Regions from separate parts of the Mus musculus genome. Here regions 1 and 3 are each linked to region 2. A link is a contact called in public HiChIP or PLAC-seq data. All regions are on one chromosome and are shown on one strand. Each heading gives the region's core, a stretch centred on a gene start, on an enhancer-like site or on the middle of the called end of the contact. The rest is flanking DNA. Distances are from core to core; before and after follow the strand shown.

The links. HiChIP or PLAC-seq counts read pairs in DNA pulled down with a chosen protein or histone mark.
Region 1: an H3K27ac HiChIP or PLAC-seq map of trophoblast stem cells shows a contact between it and region 2, with 7 times the contacts expected there. The contact joins two enhancer-like sites. A contact is called at or near these places in 3 of 15 datasets of contacts at CTCF or cohesin (the NIH/3T3 cell line and large pre-B cells), 16 of 484 Hi-C or Micro-C datasets (B cells, Th1 cells, Th2 cells and 9 more), 11 of 115 datasets of contacts at active chromatin or transcription factors (T-cell acute lymphoblastic leukemia, bone marrow-derived dendritic cells, bone marrow-derived macrophages and 7 more) and 2 of 9 other capture datasets (bone marrow-derived macrophages and embryonic stem cells).
Region 3: a contact with region 2 is called in a CTCF HiChIP or PLAC-seq map of the NIH/3T3 cell line, with 22 read pairs. The contact joins two enhancer-like sites. A contact is called at or near these places in 2 of 15 datasets of contacts at CTCF or cohesin (the NIH/3T3 cell line and large pre-B cells), 11 of 484 Hi-C or Micro-C datasets (the N1E-115 cell line, bone marrow-derived macrophages, brown adipocytes and 6 more), 10 of 115 datasets of contacts at active chromatin or transcription factors (the NIH/3T3 cell line, bone marrow-derived macrophages, embryonic basal ganglia and 7 more) and 1 of 9 other capture datasets (macrophages).

What each region holds. Positions count from the first base shown.
Region 1 is chr15:59,743,545-59,747,396 of GRCm38.p6, forward strand. No RefSeq gene overlaps it. Among named protein-coding and RNA genes, the nearest start is that of Gm19510, 49 kb to the right of the region's middle. Within about 2 kb of position 1,422, at least 57 of the 459 cell types and tissues checked have an H3K27ac peak or open chromatin away from gene starts, as enhancers often do. A contact at or near this core is called in bone marrow-derived macrophages and trophoblast stem cells, where this site is marked.
Region 2 is chr15:59,389,516-59,393,763 of GRCm38.p6, forward strand. The region is part of intron 2 of Nsmce2 (NSE2/MMS21 homolog, SMC5-SMC6 complex SUMO ligase); the gene reads left to right. Among named protein-coding and RNA genes, the nearest start is that of Nsmce2, 17 kb to the left of the region's middle. Within about 2 kb of position 2,701, at least 78 of the 459 cell types and tissues checked have an H3K27ac peak or open chromatin away from gene starts, as enhancers often do. A contact at or near this core is called in the NIH/3T3 cell line, bone marrow-derived macrophages, embryonic fibroblasts and 3 more, where this site is marked.
Region 3 is chr15:59,776,282-59,780,058 of GRCm38.p6, forward strand. No RefSeq gene overlaps it. Among named protein-coding and RNA genes, the nearest start is that of Gm19510, 17 kb to the right of the region's middle. Within about 2 kb of position 1,435, at least 71 of the 459 cell types and tissues checked have an H3K27ac peak or open chromatin away from gene starts, as enhancers often do. A contact at or near this core is called in the NIH/3T3 cell line, embryonic fibroblasts, fibro-adipogenic progenitors and 1 more, where this site is marked.

The DNA.
Region 1 (3,852 bases), core at 172-2,671, 350 kb after region 2:
GTCACAGAAAAGAGACCAGGGCAACTGATTTTTCTTAAGCTCACTTACTGCTGGCTTGTTTGTTTGTTTTGTTTTGTTTTAATTACATATAAACCTTTGGAACCATTCAGTACTGGGAATGCCTTGTTATGCTTGGAGGATGTTCCCAGTTTATGACTGACAAGAGGCCTGGCCCCCTCCCTTTCCACCAAGCAGTAGAGGCCAATTTCTCACCAGGCAGTATTCCTTGGCCATAGTGCATTACCCTCAGGCTGTGCATTTGAAGCTGATGCTGCAAGGAAATCAGGAGCAGTCCCTGGCTGTGGTGGTGGCTGTGGTGGTGGCTGTGGTGGTAGCATCCACTTCATCCATGGCTCTACAGTGTTATTATAGTATCTCGTTTGAAACACTCCCCACAGGTTCCCATGTTTGAGCATCTCCTCCCCAGCAGGCCATGTTCTTTTGGGAGGTCGTGGGAGCTTTGGGACAGAGACCCTTGATGGCAGAAGTAACTGTCTAGGGGTGAGCATTGAAGGCTAGCTTTATCCATTTTGGGTTCTGCTAGGGGTAGGCCTTGAAGACTAGCTATATCTGTTTCTTGTTCTGCTTTAGCTCTGTGTCCGGATGTGATTGTCCACGTGAACAGTTACCTCTGCCCCTGCTACCATCGATGATCCATCCCCTTTGTGCCGCCCTTGCTGCTTTGCACTAATGCCTCTGAAAGGCTGAAGCAGAAGAAATGTTTCCTTGCTTGAGTTGCTTCTGTTCAACATTTGATCACAATGATAACAAAGTAATGAACATACCTAGCCACAAAGACAATAGAGGTCACAGTGGCAGGCAGGGTCCTGGCTGGGGTCTCTGACTCACCAAGGGTTTATTTAAGTCAGATGCTCAGAGCATGTCTGTTTCAGACTGTGGCTCTCTGACCAGCCATATTCTCTTCTCTTTTCTGAATTAAGAGCTTCAGCCTTCCAAACGGTCCAGTCAACTTCCCCCATATCTTTTCTAAGGTCACCTTTCTGTGTACACTTCCTCAGTTGATAGGCCAACACACCCACATTCCACTGATTTCTTTTAAGGCTCCTTTGATTTTTCCCTAGAACGAATCTTTTGTTCCTCCTTTCTGCACTCAAATTGAAACAGAAGTCGCTGTCATTCTAGACCCAAAGCTGCTGAGATGTTGCAATGTGCACAGTTTACCCTAATGCTTTCATCACCCCACTTCCTAGTAGAGTTGCTTCCACTTGTATCTGTTCCCTAAAAGACCGTGACCTCATACAAGATGGAGTGTCAAAGGCCACCGGGGCTGGTGGGCTTGGGCAAGCAGAGGAAGGGCTGCACTGGGGGTCTGAAAGGAGGAGCTCTTTAATGAAATGTCTTCTGAATACTAGATGCTTGCCAAAGGGTCTTCAGTCTCCTTTGATTCCCTACTGCAAGACTCTGAGGTAGCCAAGGATGCCCCCATTTTTTCAGGTTTTTTTTTTTTTCTGAATCCTGCAACCTTCCTTGCGGAAGTTATTTCTTTTTTTTTTTCTTTTTTAAAGATTTATTTATTTATTTATTTATTATATGTAAGTACACTGTAGCTGTCCTCAGACACTCCAGAAGAGGGAGTCAGATCTCGTTACGGATGGTTGTGAGCCACCATGTGGTTGCTGGGATTTGAACTCCTGACCTTCGGAAGAGCAGTCGGGTGCTCTTACCCACTGAGCCATCTCACCAGCCCCGGATGCCCCCATTTTAAAGAAGATAGAAAAAAGCTTTCCTAGAAGATAGTCTTAGTAACTGCATAGTGCACTTAAAACTAGGCCTGTCTGATCCCAAGGATGTCAAACAAATAAAGATTTTTAGTGCTGTGTAATGGGGAGGCGATCTTTCTATCATTTATTCATTCAGCAAATGCTCATGAGAATTCTCTCTCTCTCTCTCTCTCTCTCTCTCTCTCTCTGTGTGTGTGTGTGTGTGTGTGTGTGTGCCTGTGCTGTGTGGATGTGCTTGTCTGTGAGGGAGCACATGAAGGCTAGAGGTTGACTTCAGGATGTCTCCTTTGGTCTCCTTCACCTATAATTCATTCATCCTTTTTTTATTCTCTTTTTTTATTAGCTATTTTCTTTATATACATTTCAAATGCTATCCCGAAAGTTCCCTGTACCCTCCCCCCGCCCTGCTCCCCTACCCACTCACTCCCAATTCTTGGCTCTGGTGTTCTCCTGCACTAGGGCATATAAAGTTTGCAAGACCTAGGGGCCTCTCCTCCCAATGATGGCCGACTAGGCCATCTTCTGCTACATATGCATGAGCTACGCAGACACGAGCTCTGGGGGTACTGGTTAGTTCATATTATTGTTCCACCTATAGGGTTGCAGACCCCTTCAGCTTCTTGGGTACTTTCTCTAGCTCCTCCATTGGGGGCCCTGTGTTCCATCCAATAGCTGACTGTGAGCATCCACTTCTGTGTTTGCCAGGCACCGGCATAGCCTCACAAGAGACAGCTATATCAGGGTCCTTTCAGCAAAATCTTGCTGGCATATGCAATAGTGTCTGCGTTTGGTGGCTGATTATGGGATGGATCCCCAGGTGGGATAGTCTCTGGATGGTCCATCCTTTCATCTTAGCTCCAACCTTTGTCTCTGTGACTCCTTCCATAGGCGTTTTGTTTCCTTCATCCTTCTAAGCCTCTAAATCCACCTCATCCCCAGCTGCCCGCTCATTCAGCATCCTCTCATTTAGTCGACTCACAGTCTGTTTGCATGCCGGTTACATAGCCATTTAATCACTCCATAACTCTTTCCTCTCATCCATCCACTAACGCACTTAGGTGTTTACTCCGTTCAATTTGCTCTTCTATTCTACTCACTCACTAACCTCGGTCGACTTAATCACATGCTAATTCATTCTCTTGCGCTCTCACCCTTGCGTTCACTTTTTCCAGTGCATTAGTCATCAGGCATTTCCCTGAGCCTGTTCTGTGATCCATATAGGACCAGGCCTGGGTATCTACCGAGCACTCTGGATGGTTGCAGTGGTCCTTTTCTTCCTTTTGGAACCCCAGAAGAGGAGTTCTCCGTGGCATGCACCTCGTAGGAGTATCTGAGAACTTCACAGGACCCAGGCATGCACAGGACCTGCCATTACTCTTTCCTAACTGGGGGAGCCTCTCTGATGAGGTAACACAGCTTCCTCCAAGATGTCACCTGTGGACACCTCCCAAAAAGTGAGCAGCTGAGAGAAGCTGCCAGCTCTCAGTTTTCTCCATCATTCTTCTCTTCCTCCTTTGTTCAGACCTCCCCCCGCCCCAAAGCTATTGGCCTATGCTAGCTCTGGGCAGGGGCTGAGCAGTGACATACTGGGTGGAGGCAACACTAAGGGAGATACGAAGCCTGTTCCGTGGGGCTTATCTCAGGCTTATGAGGCAACCGAAGCTTGGCGATCTCATCTGCAACTGTTGTTTTTGTACTTATCTGAGGATGGGGGTGGGGGTGGGGAGGTAGGAATGGGCTTGAGTTACAGCTGAAGGAATTTAGATCAGACACCTGGAAGAACTTCTCAACATTCAGTGCTGCAAGGCTTTGCAAAGACGTGTGTGTGTGTGTGTGTGTGTGTGTGTGTGTGTGTGTGTGTTTGTGTAGCAGAGTTTCCTTTTAAGTTGAATCCACGCTACAACATTGGCTTTGTACAAGCATTCCAGAAATACGTATTTAACTGAGAGCCAAAGCCATTTCTTCTCGGTTTCCCGAATCAGAGCCTCAGTGTCCTTATCAGCCTTAGAGGGTTGTGAGGATGACTGATTGAGGTGACAGTGATTAGTTCCAACCTTACCCGGCCAACAGCATGTGATGGAAGGACATGTGACATGTAGACTTTGAAAAC
Region 2 (4,248 bases), core at 1,451-3,950:
TATTTATTTATTTATTTATTTATTTGTTTATTTTGGTTTCTCCAGACAGGGTTTCTCTGTATAGCCCTGGCTGTCCTGGAACTCACTTTGTAGACCAGGCTGGCCTCGAACTCAGAAATTCACCTGCCTCCCGAGTGCTGGGATTAAAAGGCATGCGCCACCACGCCTGGCGATTTGTTAACTTTTATAATCACTTTAAAATACATACATATTCATAATTTTGTCCTTTTTTCAGTTGAAACAATGTAGAAGGTTAAAAGTGTGAAACACACTGCCCGTTGGCTTTTTTTTTTTTTTTAATGGAGATTTTATTTCCCTTATTTGAGAATCTTAAGTGTTGGGTACATCAAAACCAATTTCTGGGATGAGGGAAAAAAAACAGAACCCACAATAGAAAAAAAAGTTATTGTCTGGGTCACAACAGAACCCAGAGAATATATTCTTATAATTGAAAAATTATAGGTGCTTCATAAATTGACCTTCTGATACAAAATGACCTATTGAATTTGCAACTTGGTTCTTGGTGTGGAGGTCCACAGACAACTAGGCGGTCTTCAGACCTTAGCTGGATGCCACGAGCGGTTATTTGGCTTTCCACTCTTTTTTTCTTGTCTAAGAGGCAGCAGCAGCAACAGTGCTTCTTTACAGTGTTGATCGGTTCCCTTTTAAAGGGCTCTCGGAAAAGTGTTTTTGACTGTTTTTTTGCCTCTCCTCTTTCTTACCTTGGAGTCTCACTCCATACATTCCAGCTGTGTCACCACCTCCAGATGTTTTACTCACTGATGACCTAAGAGCTAGATGGTTCTCTACATGGTGGTTCTGGGGAGAGGTACTGGCTTGCTCTGTTCTGTGTGCTAAGCTCTCCTGTTCACAGTAGCATGTTTTATTTTGAAATAGCAAAACTTCCTGATTTTTTTTTTTTTTTTTTGGTTTTTCGAGACAGGGTTTCTCTATATAGTCTTGGCTGTCCTGGAACTCATTTTGTAGACCAGGCTGGCCTCGAACTCAGAAATCCGCCTGTCTCTGCCTCCCAAGTGCTGGGATTAAAGGCTTGCGCCACCACGCCCGGCTCTGATTTTTTTTTTTTTTAAACAGACTATGTATAGTACCTAAATACTGTTTGGATTTTTCTAGACCTTTGACAATGCTTTTGCTATTGATTCTTTTGTTTTCTTCTCAGCTTTTTTTGTTTTGTTTTATTTTGTTTTTGTTTTTTTTTCTTGACCTTTGGAGCTGGGGCTTCAGTTAGATTTCAGTGATCAAACTTCGGATAAAAAGGACTAAAACAGATAAAAAGAAGAAAAAAAAAAAGAAACAAACAAACAAGTAGGAGTCACTCAGTAAAAAGCCAGGCCAGCACCAAATCATGTCTCTGGCCATTGGCAAGAACTGATGCTGGCTTAATGCTATGCAGAGATGACAACAGAGGCAGAAGTAGAACTGACATGAGGAGCCTTTTGTGAAGCACTGTAGTCCTCTTTTAATGACATAAAGTTTTAATGTCTTGTGGTCAGAGGGAAGGAGCTTTTATGAGGACGACACGTAGCACAGCTGAAAGCAGCTTGATTCTTCTAGAGATCATTACCCACACTGTTCTTTCCCCGTTACAGACGAAGTCCTGTATTCATGCTGTGCGTTTCTGTATACCATTACTTATGTGTACACGTGCAGCCTGATAAAACTACAGTGTTTGCCACATGTGTAATTTAAAATTTTCTACTGCCCTTCTTTCATAAAATATGGAGGAAGGAGAGATTTGTAATGTTTTATTTAACCTAGTGTATCTGAAACTATTTTTCGGGACCAGAGAGATGGCTTTATGGGTAAGAGGATTGGCTGCTTTTCCAGAGGACCTAGGTTCAATTCCTATAACCCAGGCTATACCACACCTGCTTCTACACTAGACACTACTCATGTCCATAGTATATCCGTAGACATAATGCAGTCAAAACATCTATACACACAAATATAATTTAAAAAGTAAATAAAGATAAAATATTTTTATGTGTCATAAATATGAAAGCTCCTAAGGAGTTCTTTTGACACAGCGTGGGCACTGAAATCAGAATCCTACAGTACACTAGACTCCAGACTAGCCACACTGCTTATGCTTATTGGTCACATATAACACTTTATGAGATGACAAAAGACACATAAGGGTTATTTCACTTCTCTGTGACAGAGTAAGAAATAAGAGATGGCCAAATCAGCTAGATCTGCAGCTCTTTAGCAGTTCTGGTGAGTCTTCCAATCAAACCGGTGGAAGAATGAGACACTCAGTTTCTCCTGCACTCTCCTCTGCTGAAACTGTGGCTAGTATTTTAGGGTTTTCCCCAAATTGTTTAGCCAGCTTAAAATAAAAAGTGCATTGTTTCTGAGGATCCTGTTACATTTGCTTCTGTATAAAATGTTGTGTGTTCATTTGAATCCACATCTACAGTTCTTCATATTTTGTAGCTGATGTGGTAAATCAGTTTCATATGCTGTTGGGCAAGCTGGAAGGTTAAGCCTCTTAACTTCGGCAGCCAGCATATTCTAGTTGCTGTAAACAATTAAGCCTGTCAGCAGTTGACCTTGGGAATGCTAATTTGCTTGTCCCTGGGTGCCGCCTCAGGCCCTGGCTTTCTCTCTGTGGGTGGGAGTTGTGAACCTGGTTTGGAGAAGAACTAGAGGCATTTGAGGCCAGCTCCAAACAGATGTGCTTCTTGCTTCACTTTTGCATGTGACCACAGTTGCAAGAGGCATATTCTTGCATGTTTTTTTTAAGGCCTGTGGAATCAGAGAGCAAAGTTGAAAGGCAGCTTCTTTACCTTTGGATCTGTTCTTGCCCTTCAGTAGAGTCCTCATCTGTCATGGCGAAGGTTGATTTAAAACCAGCAGTCTTTTTCATTGGGGTTCACTGTGCGTCTTAAACTTACAAGAAGAGTTGAAAGCCACCTTTTATCACACACACACACACACACTCCTTGCTTTGTGATTTTTTACTGACAGGGTCTTACCATGTAACCCAGGCTCGCCTCAAAGTTACTACCCTCCTACCTCATCCTCCAGAAGGCTGAGATTACAGGAATCCATAAGCACACCTGGTTTCGTATTCATGGCAGTTATTTTGTGTCTGGTCAAGAATAAGGCGAATAATTGAGGAGAAGGGGGTGCTAGCTGGGAAGTTATACTCACTGAGAAGTTCTTCATGGGCTCTCTGTAAGTGTGCATACCTGAGAGAGGAAGGTTGAGAGTATTTATTCAATTCTAAATTAATTACTGCCATTGTAAACTGGTGACGGCAGCAGTGACCACTTTAACCTGAAGATGAAGATTTCACTTTTCTTCTGGACTGCGTGTTAGGTTTTTGGGAGTGAGAAGAGAATGGTATTCAAGAAAGAGACGTATTGAGTTCAGTTGTCTTTAGGACAGGGTATTTATTAACAGCACAGCCTGTCCTGTGGTCCCACCCTGATGCCATAGCTTTAGTCCTGCCAGACAAAGGAAGGTGCCTATACTTAAAGGTTTCAGAGAGATGGGGGAAATCCTATACTGTGTGGAAGGAGGCCTCGTTAATATGTGACTTGAGCTAGATGACTCGGACCACAGTCAGGGTGTTTTAGATTGTGACTAGCATTGGGGAAGAGGCAGATTTGGCTCTGTGTGAGGGCTGTGTAAGGGCAACAACTTACAGGGCTGGCTCATTAGCTCTTAGCTATAGCATCTGCACCTGGAGACTCTGGGTTCTGATATAGTGCTTAGGCAAAGTACAACATGATACTGTACAGTACAGTACAGTACTGTAGAGTATCATATAAAACTTATTTAAATTGTTTATTTGAACTTGTTTGGTTTTCATTATTAGGTAATTGTTAATTTTTTAAAAAATTGATTGATCACCAATTACTTCTTGGCCCATGCTTTGAAAAGGTTAATTAGCAGCTACGGCAAATAAGAATAAATGCAAAGATTGGGAAAGCTACGTGGTAGTAAGCAAGGTATTTCTAATTAGTAGATTATTGGTATGTGTGACAGAAAAAAGAATCAGACCTCTTCCTTTACGACAGAACCCCGGTCTATATGTCAGGATGCACACATCTCTTACAAAAGATGTATAGGTGATCTATGATTAACAATTATTTGTATGCATGAGTGAGTATGAACATGGGTAAGTGCATGTGCAGTGTTCCAGAAAGAACACTGGCCCCTCTGGAGCTCTGTGAGGTGATTGTCAGCTGTGTAATGTGCGTGCTGGGAACCAAACTT
Region 3 (3,777 bases), core at 185-2,684, 390 kb after region 2:
TCCTTTTCTCCTTCCATTTTTCTCTACTGTCCTCCAATTTTTCTTCCCTCTCCCATTTGCCTGTCCCCTGTCCATCTTTTCCTCCTCCTCCTCCTCCTCTCATGACTTCTAGGACAGTGCCATGTGACAGCCTCCTGGTCTGTAGGTGAGCCCTGTAGGTGAGGCAGCCTCCTCAGCCCAACCAGGAGACCCTTCTTCAATGGCAAAGTGAGACAGCTCTTTGAAAAAGTCCAAGTTATCTTCATGAAGGCTTATTTGAGCTCACTCTTGACCCCAGGATCATGAAAGGCCCTGTGAAGAAGTCACAGGAAGTGGGAGCCTCGGGGGCTGGCAGCGTTTCTGTGGGAACAGCTGTTGGCATAGAGATGGGTCTGTGAATTTGCCACCGGCACCTTTGAGGAGGCAAGGGCTATCTTCATTCCTAATTCTATCCTTGGTTTTATTTGGAATTTCACACGTGATCACTTTAGAACCTAGGTGGCGTGTCTTTCATTTTCTTTCACAGGTGTGACTGACTGCTCAGGGTGTGAGCCAGGGGACATTGGTTCCCCTTCTTGGAGTTAAGCTGGCATGTACTGTTGGGGTTCTTGGAGATTCCCAAGGCCTCTGGAAATGTATCTGGGTCGGCTCACAAAGACAGGATGCTAAACTAAGTAGTAAATGATCTATCTCCTCAGGGGAGACTCTCCCTTAGGGGAAGGGGCAGGGGCAGGGGCAATTGGAAGAACCCACTGAAACCTTCACACCTTCACTTTGTCCCTGCCCAGTCTTGGTCTTCACTCAGGACCTAGAAGACATTTCATCAGTGTTATCTGATCAGGGTCACTCCTCCAGGCCAGACCCGTGTCTCTTCCTGGTTGTTCAGACAGGGCTAGGGCTCCTCTTTCTGGGTTCTGGGGATGAGCTGTAACATTGCAGCATCTAAGGTATTGTATTGTAATTATCCGTGGGCTCCAGACAAAGGCCTGGAGGGCAGAGGCGGCTCCTTAAGCCCTTTCTGTAACTTCTGCACTATAGGAACTCTGCATATATGGCGAATAAGAATCAACACCCAGCTTGTCTGGTGCTGCACTGATGAGGGAGGTCCCAAGGAATGAGGGGCTGGCTGAGTATCAGGGGCCACTGGATGTCAAGCTCCAGAGATTCAGTCTGCTTGGCAAAGAACCCCATTCTCCATTTCCCAGAGATTGTTCTCGTAATGCGCTGGCAGTGCGCCCAATCCAGGCTCTGACTAGTTCCTAAAACAAGTTAAATCTTTCCCTTTGGGACCATTCCATCAGCAGGGGTAGATGAGCATGCTTCTCTGATGACCTTGGCGTTCATAGCCCCAACTTGGGCTCTTTTCCATTTGGTTCCTCAAGGCCTCAGCAGCAGCCCTGTTATGCTTGGCTGGGTTTCTGGCGGGTGAGGAGCTGAGCGCCGTCTTCCCAGATCCCCGGGTGGATGAGAGCGGTGTCCACGCCCCCACCCACAGCTGCCTGTGCTTGGCTGGGATGGAAACTGGGCTGCCCATCCAACAGATCTCGGTGGAGATTGGAAAGTGCTCCTCGGAGGAGCTAGTTGTGTCATTGTTGGGATGTGGACAGAAGCCAGGCTGCAAATGAGAACTGCGATCTTCCCATCACCCTGGCTCTCCACTGTGATGGAGGGACCATGCCAGCTGCAGAGCCTGGACAGATGTTCCTTGGAGGGACAAAGTGTTACCCGATGAGCATTTCTGAAATGGGACTAGGCTGGCCAGAGCATAGGAAGTAGACTATCTGTGAAGAATTCACCATCCCAGGTAGTGTCTGGCTAGATTTAACCCTTTGATTCTTATTTAATACACTTGGGCAGTAAACATGCTTTTTGAGTCGTTTCTGAAGTCCTCACCCTACATGTGATCCAAGGAGATGCAGAGGGGTAATGAATTGGTCAGGGTTCTCTAGAGGAACAGAACTTATAGACTATATAACATGTGTGAATATATATGCAAATATGAATATATTTATGAATATGAGTACACATATCTACACACATATGTATGAAGGGGATTTACTAAAATAGCGTACAGGTTATGGTCTGGCTAGTCCAGCAATGGTCCAAGAATCCAATAATTATTTAGTTCACTAGGCAACTTCAGTATACATGGAATCCCAAAGAAGTAGTCTCCAAGGCCAGTGAAGGGATGGACTTACAAAGGAGAGCGAGAGCAAGAAGGCAAAGCAAGCTTCCTCCTTCCCATGGCTTTTTTATAGCCTGCCAACAGAAGGTGTGGCCCAGATTAAAGATGGATCTTCCCACCTCAAAAGATCTGGATTAAAAGCAAATCTTTCTACCTCAAAGATCTGGATTAGAAGTAGGTTTTCCCTACTTCTAATTACTTGTTAAAAATCAATCAATCAATCAATCAATCAAACAAACAAACAAACAAACAAACAAACAAACAAAACTAGCCTGGCAGTGGTGGTGTACACCTTTGAATCCAGCCCTTGGGGGGCAGAGGCAGGCAGATCTCTGAGTTTGAGGCCAGCCTGTTCTACAGACTAAGTTCCAGGACAGAAAAGGCTATACAGAGAAACACTATCTCAACTGCACCCCCAAACCAAACCAAATCAAGCCAATACAAACAAACCAACCAACCAAAAACCAAACCTAACTAACCAACCAACCGCCCCCCCCCCAAAAAAAATCTCAAATAAGTAAAATTTAAAAAATCACTTACAGGTGTGCCTAGCCATGTAGGTTTTAGTTAATTCCAGATGTAGTCAAGTTGACAATCAAGAATAGCCACCACAGGTAATGAGAAAAAGACAAATACATTTTCCTTCACGTTTTTCCTTAAGGCTCCTTATAAAAAAATGTTCCTGTGATGTTTAGGTATGGGACTAATGGAGATTATAGAAAACCTGGTGAGTCCTTTCCCGTTCGATACTTGAGGGAGTGAGCAAGGACATCTCGGTGGAAAGTGTGCCCTGAGGGGGCTCACAGCTGACTTAGCTCCCTTACTGGAAATGGAAACACAGACCTTGCTGAGAGGCAGAGTGGAGGGCTGAAGAAAGAGCACTTGGCCAGGACTCAGCTCCAAGCTGGCCACTGGTCCTGTGGGCTCTAGCTCATCAAGCTTTTGACTTTGTTTCATTTTAAAAAATGCACCCAACAGAAGATAAAATGACTTGAAAATAGGCACTGTGAACTACTATTGTTTACAAATATTAACTTTTTTTTTCTTAAATCTTATTCAATGTGTGTCAATGTTTTTTGCCTGCATGTATGTCTGTGTACTGCATGCCTGCCTGGTATTGGCAGAGGCCAGAAGAGGGCATCAGACCCACTGGAACTGGAGTTAGAGATGGTTGTGGGCCTCCATGAGAGTGCTGGGAATCGAATCCAAGAAGAAAAGCAAATGTTCTTAACTGTTGAGCCATTTCTGCAACCCCACTTTATTTATTTATTTATTAATTTATTTAAACAATCACAAAAACAATTTAATAATGTGGGATTATTAGCAAGCTAATTTTGTAAGTAAGAAACGTGAGGGACAAATTGTTGCGATCTTGTTCAAAGTCACATCAGTGATTTTGATGAGTGTTGGACTAAGGCTGGGCTCTTTCTGGGCCTCAGAATCTCCATCTTTGTGAAGAGGCTGATGCTTGCTATCCTGCACGTACTGGGGAGGGAGTTCATGCACACAGAGAAAAGGTCACATGAGACAGCAAGGGAGGGGGTAACTAACTATCTCAAGCCAAGCATCAACAGATGGCTTAGAAGAAACAAAGCAGCTAGCCCTTTCATCTC